2 separate regions of the Sus scrofa genome follow, and region 1 is linked to region 2. The links are chromatin contacts, called in public Hi-C maps. All regions are on one chromosome and are shown on one strand. The core of a region is the stretch at or near the end of the contact, and the rest is flanking DNA. Distances in the headings are between cores, read along the strand shown.

What was found. A called contact is a pair of places that touch in the nucleus more often than the background predicts.
Region 1: a contact with region 2 is called in a Hi-C map of omental adipose tissue, with 1.9 times the contacts expected there. The contact joins the promoter of GMPR2 here to the enhancer-like site in region 2. A contact is called at or near these places in 6 of 47 Hi-C or Micro-C datasets (liver, mesenteric adipose tissue, omental adipose tissue and 2 more) and 1 of 2 datasets of contacts at active chromatin or transcription factors (alveolar macrophages).

What each region holds. Positions count from the first base shown.
Region 1 is chr7:75,068,348-75,072,161 of Sscrofa11.1, forward strand. GMPR2 (GMP reductase 2) reads right to left here and starts at 1,732. Exons shown (of 10, transcript XM_001928014.5): 1 at 1,322-1,732; 2 at 864-984; 3 at 598-717. The coding sequence starts at 950. NEDD8 reads left to right here and starts at 1,600. Exons shown (of 4, transcript XM_003128544.4): 1 at 1,600-1,923. The coding sequence starts at 1,906.
Region 2 is chr7:74,855,146-74,858,836 of Sscrofa11.1, forward strand. KHNYN (protein KHNYN) reads right to left here. Exons shown (of 8, transcript XM_021099195.1): 6 at 2,892-2,999; 7 at 2,583-2,684; 8 at 1-2,049. The coding sequence ends at 1,797. SDR39U1 (epimerase family protein SDR39U1) reads left to right here. Exons shown (of 6, transcript XM_013978164.2): 6 at 1-595. Among named protein-coding and RNA genes, the nearest start is that of SDR39U1, 5.9 kb to the left of the region's middle. Within about 2 kb of position 2,201, at least 16 of the 83 cell types and tissues checked have an H3K27ac peak or open chromatin away from gene starts, as enhancers often do. A contact at or near this core is called in alveolar macrophages and omental adipose tissue, where this site is marked.

The sequences.
Region 1 (3,814 bases), core at 482-2,981, 210 kb after region 2:
TGAGGACACAAGTTCAATCTCCGGCCTCGCTCAGTGGGTTAATGATCTGGTGTTACCGTGAGCTGTGGTGTAGGTCACAGACAGGGCAGCTCGGATCCTGGGTTGCTGTGGCTGTAGCTCCGATTTCAACCCCTAGGCTGGGAACCTTCATATATCGCTGGTGCAGCTCCAAAAGACAAAAATTAAAAATTAAACCATATGATTATCTCAGGAGATGCAGAAATTCAACATCCCTTCATGATACCTCTACAAGTTTCTTCATAGCAAAGGAAACCATCAACGAAGTGAAAAGTCAACCTACTGAATGGGAAAAAAAAAATTAAAACTATATATCTGATAAGGGGTTAATATTCAAACATATAAAGAACTCATACAACTCAAAAGCGAAAAAAAAAACCCACAAAAAACCAACTTAAAAATCCAGATGGCCTTTTGAATCCAGATAAAGGGGTCTTAGTACTGCTTTAAAACAGTAAATTGAGCATCCTCACTGTTAATTGCTAGAGTTGACCTGAGATAGGGGTGGAGATGCAGATACCTCTGCAGTCAGCCCCCAAACCTGGACACTATGAGGAAGGGGCACAAGGGAAGTCCTACCTTACAAAGAACCTTGGCCATCTCAAAGGTACCCACAGTATCCATATTGGCAGCGATAATGGGGATCCCAGTGTACATCTGCTTTGAGTTCCGAAATGAAAAGGATCTTGTGAGATCCACCTGCAGATAGGAACAGGACACTGAGCATTTATTGATCCAAAAGACAAGTATTGCAGGAGGGCAAGAGCCAGGAATCTGTCTCAGTCCTGGCCCACCAGGAGCAATTAGGTGGGCTCAAGAAGAAGCAACAAAGGAAGCAGGCTCACCTCACTTCGAGACTTAAGGGTACTGCGTTTGGGTCTCAGCAGGACATCCTTGAAGTCCAGTTTGACGTCGTTGTCGATGTGAGGCATGGCAGGGACTTCGGGGTAGTGACGAATTTGAGACCTGGAGGGTAGGAAAAGTAAGGAAGTGGTAGCTGAACCAATCTCCTCTTAGGCCTTAATGGCAGGGCTTCTTGCTTAGATGTGGAAGATCAGAGCACTGGCCGAGGCACGGTCCGTGAAGACAGTCACCTCAGACCTGTCCCGTGGTTTCAATTATTATTGGTGTTTCCATCCCACGTACTATTTCCTGGAGGAGAAGAACTGGAGCGGAGTCGTGAGTGACCCTAGAAAGGTCACTCTTCTTTTTCCTGCCCTTGCAAAGAGAAATTTGGGGTAAGAAGCCGACCAGGAGGGAACAGTGGGGTCCCATAACCAGCTTCCGGAGTAGGGGTACTCACTTCCTCTCGTCGAGGCCCAGGTGGCAGTTGACCGAAGGTCCTCTTGCTTAGCAACTAGCCTCGCGCAGCTCCGCTGACCTTCGTGGGCCACACTAACAGGTTCCGCTAATAGCCAGAGAGAACAATTAACCAAGGAATTCCAGCTTCGGTGGAGGACCTGAGAAGACTTCTGGGTAACAGAGTTCACACGCTGAGAATGCCGTTGGATTCAAGGGACAGGAGACTACAACTCCCAGGGTGGGACGCGCGGGCCTGCTCCTTGGCATGATGGGAGAAGTAATTCGTCCCGCCCCCACTGTCCACTAGCCCTGGCTCGCTAGGGACTCTCAGGATCGGAGTGGCGTCATCTCTGCTGTAACTAAACGGACTGCCTTCTTTTTTTATGCCCCCAAAAAGAAACGCGAGAGCACTTCTGAGCCTTTCCAGAACCCCGTGGAAAGGAGGGGGTGGAGCGGGTGGGTGGAGCCAGACAGTGACCCGGAAGCAGAAGTGACTTCTACAGGCGGAGTGCTGGGGAGCGGTAGCGGCGACCGCAGCGGCAGAAGCAGCAATTTACCTGTGTGCAGCTCTAAACTGGGAGGAAGATGCTAATTAAAGTGAAGGTGGGAGCACTGCTACCCTTGCCAAGACTCAGTGGTACTGGGCTGGCCGCAGTGCCTTAAGGGAGAAGCCGGGAAGGAAAACCATGCCTTTCCCGAGCCTGGAGGGGGCTGACAGCCTCGGGACTCCGCGCGAGGGGTGATGGGATGGGGGGGGGGGGGGCAAGAGGGCTTTGAGAGCTAGGGGTTGGCCCAGCCAGCGGACCCTGGGGTCTCGGCAGTGGTTGCTTTCACTCCAGGTGTGTGCCTTGACGCAGAAAGAGGCCGCCTTTGTTTGGGCTCTCTCTGTATTCGAACCGCCGCAGTCATAGAGAAGGCCTAGCAGCATTTTGGTCTCCTTCTCTCTCGTATTCTTGGAATAAGCTCTGTTCTCCATCCTTCATACCCAGATAACCTGCTTCTCCCAGCCCCTAACGTAGGTTCCTCTGAGCACAGCACCAAAAGGTTAGCCTAGGGAACTGGGAGCCTCCCAGGAACTAGACTGTAAGCCTTTGCTAGTTGTCGCCAAGGTGTAGTGCCTCAGCCGGCCGTCAGGAAACAAAGCTGGGAGCGTGTTCAGTCAGCACCTGTCTTTCTGACCCAGCATCCTGGACCAGTCTCACTTCCTTGACTGAGGCAGGTTAGTTATCAGTGCCCTAGTTCTTGTTAGTTTCAAGTGTTTCCTTCATCTCTATCCCGCCTCCTGTGATTCCTCACCAACCCTCATTAATCTTATCTACTATTTCCTCCTGTGTACCCTCAGACAGAGAGGCAAAAACGAACAATTGATGCAGTGCAACGTTATTTAGGTTTTATTACAGCTAAGTAAGTCTATCGTTATTTTGTGAGCTCCTTAGTGTATTTACCATGCATAATAACCATTAACCTCTTTAGTCCTTCTGATCCACCTCCACCTCTTAGCTAAGGATTGAGGCCAGGAGGCATGTTAAAGGCTATTATTTTTTATTATTATTACTCAAATGAATTTATCACGTTTGTAGTTGTATAATGATCATAACAATCTGATTTCACAGGATTTCCATCCCACAGCCCAAGCACATCCCCCCACCCCCCAAACTGTCTCCTCCAGAAACCATAAGTTTTTCAATGCCTGTGAGTCAGCATCTGTTCTGCAAAGAAGTTCAGTCTGTCCTTTTTTCAGATTCCACATGTCAGTGAAATCATTTGATGTTGGTGTCTCATTGTATGGCATGATAATTTCTAGGTCCATCCATGTTGCTAAAAATGCTGGTATTTCGTTCTTTTTAATGGCTGAGTGATATTCCATTGTGTATATGTACCACATCTTCTTGATCCACTCCTGTGTCGATGGACATTTAGGTTGTTTCCATGTTTTGGCTATTGTAAATAGTGCTGCAGTGAACATTGGAGTACATGTGTCTTTTCAAGTCGTGGTTTTCTCTGGATAGATGCCCAGGAGTGGGACTGCTGGATCAAATGGTAGTTCTATGTTTAGTTTTCTGAGGCATCTCCATACTGCTCTCCACAGTGGTCACACCAATTTACAATCCCGCCAACAGTGTACTAGAGTTCCTTTTTCTCCACACCCTCTCTAGCACTTATTGTTTGTAGACTTTTTGATGATGGCCATTCTGGCTATTGTAACATGTTACCTCCTAGTGGTTTTGATTTGCATTTCTCTAATAATGAGTGATATTGAACATCTTTTCATGTGTTTTTTGGCCATCTGTATGTCTTCTTTGGAGAACTGTCTGTTTAGATCTTCTGCCCATTTTTTGATGGGGTTGTTTGTTTTTTTGGTATGGAGCTGCAGAAGTTGTAAGGCTGTTATTTTTCAAATTTTGAGTAGTGACCTGTAAAAGAGTCACTGATTGTAAAATCAGTTTAATAAGTCAGTATGTCACGGGCAATGAAAGAAAAAAAAAATCAGGTT
Region 2 (3,691 bases), core at 951-3,450:
CAACGGGGAAGACACTGGGACCCAGGGAGCTCTATCACTCAGCTCCACGTGCTAGCTGCTGATAACAAGGATCTGGGGTGATGTCAACTCCCTGTGCTGCTCAGGGAGCAGGAGTCAGAGCCTTAAAAAGGACCATGTCCAGGGATTTGCTGCAGGGCCCAGACTGCACAGAACCTAGGGGCACCTGTCCTACATCTTTATGTGGTCTTGGACTCTTGAGGAAGTTGACTGGCTCAGTACTGTTCCTGAGGGAATGACCGGCCTCAAAGCTAAAAGTCACCAAAAAGCATATCGGGCTGCACCAGAGGAAGGACTGACTAATACTGTCCACGGATGGATGGGCTGCCTTGGAGGTAGTAGACTCCCTGGCATAGGAGGACTTCAAGCACATACAGGACAATGACTTATAGGAATCAAGGTGGAGAGGGAAAGTCCTGATGTGACAGCAGTTGGTCTGGTAGCCAGTCAAGTACCTTCTGACTGATACTTCAGTTTTCGTTTTTCAGATTGGTTCCTCTAGATACAACCTCTGCAAACCCTCCCATCCACATCCACATCCACACACACACACACACACACACACACACACACACACACACACACACACACGTAGAAGCGGGTGATCGCTTTAGGCAACATTTGTGTACTGTAGAAAAAACAAGGGTCAGGTCTCATGAACACTGTCCTCTCAGAGCATGACTTAATCAGTTTGGTGACTGTTCAATGCTGGAGCTCATGCATTAACCTGGGACTGGGGACTTTCTGACACATTCGTTGAACTGTAAACAAGCACTTGAATGCAACAAGAGAGCTGCCATTGATAGGAACGAACCCTGAGAGTATTCCAGAAATGCAAACAGTCAACCCTAACTAATTGTTTTGTAAATGTGGATTTAGAGGGGTTGCTCAAAAGGAGTGCAGCCATTATAGGGCACATTTTACTGAGGATGCAGTGTTAAAATCTAGGGCACAGGCCCTGGAGACAGAGGACCCTCAGCGCTCTGAAAGTGAGGTTTTGGTTAGGAAGCCTGTGTAACCCACAGACTGACACCTGAGACTTGGTCCAAGTACCTTTCCTCCAAGGAGTTTTCCTCCACATTCTCTTCTCTCCTTCAAACAGGCATTTTTACCCCCGACTTATAGGCAGAAGTAAAGACCAAGATCAGTCAAAGTCACAGACAGGCACAGCTGAGACCAGAAGCCAAAGTCTCCCCCTGCCTTCTCCACCAGCTCCCCCCTGACCCACAGTAACCCAGAACACCAGCCTTTCGAGGGCCCAGCATTCCCTTCGATGTACCCAGGAGCCCAGCCAGGCCTGGGAGGCGTCCTGTCCTCTGGCCATCAGAGCATCAGCCAGGAGGAGGAAAGGCTTAGCTTCCTTGCCACCTGTTCTACATTCCTCTCCGACCCATCCTAGCCTCCATCTCCAGCTCGGCATGGAGGAGGGCCCAGCAGTCCTAATCTCTGGGACATACCCTTTCCAGCAGCCCCCACTCCCTACAGAAACCCTGCATAATGCATGGTTGAGAAGTTAAGGCTGAGCAGAACCTCCTAAGAGCTGGTTGAGGTCCTCACTCAAGATGATATCAGGTCACTTTATGGACCTGTCCCCCAAAGCGCCCCCAGCAAGAGCATTCCCCCAACATGAATGTTCTTCCTCAGTGTTTCCCTGACCCAAAACACTAACTCAGGGTGGGTCTGGGTTAGGCTCTGAGCAGCAGAGGGAGCCTCACAGAATGAGCTGAGCTGGGCGGGGCTGGAGCTGATGGGGTGGCAGTCACTCAGACAGGTAAGGCTCAAAAATTGAGACTGAGCAGGGCCTCGGAGAGCTGGTTGATGTCCCGGCAGTATGGCTCTCGCTGCAGGATGAAGTCCACCTTGTGATCCTGGCCCCAAAATACCTCCAGCAGTTGGCGCCGGAGCCGCTCTGTCTCCCGTGTCTTCCGAAGGCCACCACTGCCTTTTTCTTCTTCTTTTTTCCCCTGCTGCTGATTGCCATGTTCTGCAAAGCCCCTGGCAGAATGCTGAGCCTTAGAAGATCCCTGTGCCCTGGGAAAAAGCAGACAGAACAGGAAGAGTTGATGAGCATCCTGGAGGGAAGTTATGAGCCAGTGGACCTCCCAGCCCTCCACTCCCAGTTAACTACCCTGCCTAGTACTGGCTCCAGCGAGCAACCCTAGAGTTCCAGAAACTGACCACTGAGTGGCACTATCAACCCACTTCTGAAGGGAAGGTGAGCCTGCCACTATCTAGTTCCAGTCTAATACAGTAATCACTTTCTGTCCAGCAGAGGGCGTGCTCAATGCAACTGCCTCTAAGTAAAAGCAACCATCTTCCAAATAACTCCATCCAACACACTGATGAGGGAAAACAGGAAGCAGGGGCTTCCCTCTCAGCCAGGACGTCTGCGTCAGGATTCCTTGGGAAGCAGTTAAAGGGCAAGTCCAAGGCAACCTGCACTATTACAGGAGAAAACTGGCCAAAAGACCGAGGTCATTCTTCCCTCAATTCTCCAGGCCTACAAGGCCCCTGCAGAGCAAGGACCAAGCCTGGGGGCTGCCTGGGAGAGTTTTGGGCATTACCTGACCGGCTTTTTCAGGAACTCATCCAGTGTGGGGCCATTTCGCCCCAGTGGGTCATCAGGCACCATGAAGAGGTTTCCCACGAAGGTGAAGGGCAGCAGACTAGATGGGCACAAAGAAGTGTGGTCACAGAGGGGCTCTTGCCCACCTCCCAGACAGCTAAGACCAACACCACCAGAAGCTGCCGGCTACCATCCTTCACAAAGCAATGGCAGCCCCTTCCCAGAGTCCTCACCCGCTGGCAGAGCAGAGCTGGTTTTAGAGAAAGGTCTGAGTCCGTGCCCTATTCTCAGGGGAGGGCTCCCTCACCGCTCTCTGATGATTGCCATCCACTTCTCTGACTCCTCTGCCAGGTCCCGGAACTGGTCATTGGAGACAATGATCCCATCTGTCTCTTCGGCCAGCTTCACCATGAACCTGTCTCAAAAACCACAGCAGCCATATTGGAATTCTCCAAGGTCCCAACCGCAAAGAGCACTATTGACTCCCATGACCCACTTCTGGTGACGGAGATCCAGCCCCCTCACCTTGACCCCTCACCAGCCACCAGGTGACTGACTGGATACAGGCAACATGAGTTAGAAAGGAAACAAAGATGAATCCATCATGGTCGGCCAATAGCATCCACTCCAGTCACCACAATCCTCCACCCAACACTTCGTGGCTTGTTAGTACCATACAGAAAGACCTGTCTTCTTCTATGCTACCCCACCAATTAGTCACAAACCCATCATGCTCCTCCTCCAAAAAGCCTTCACCTCTGCCCCCTTCCTTACCAGCCCACTACTACCACCTTAGCTATTCGGACTTTGCAACTGAGGTGATACTGCATAGCCTCCTGATAAGAGAGTTCCCTGCCCCCAGCCACTTACCACCCTCTAGTCTCTCCTGTCCTCCCCCAAGAGAACATGCTCTTCCTCTACACAAAAGTCTTCTTCCACACGTGCCCTTTATCTACCGAATACTTCCACAAGCCCAGGCCTGGCAACCAAGGCCTTCTAGATCCCAGCTCCAAGCAACCCTTATGGCCTTCTCTCCCCAAACTCTCAGCTTCTGCCAAAATCAGTAATCAGATTACACTCTGTTCTCCAAACATGCTCTGTGCTGTC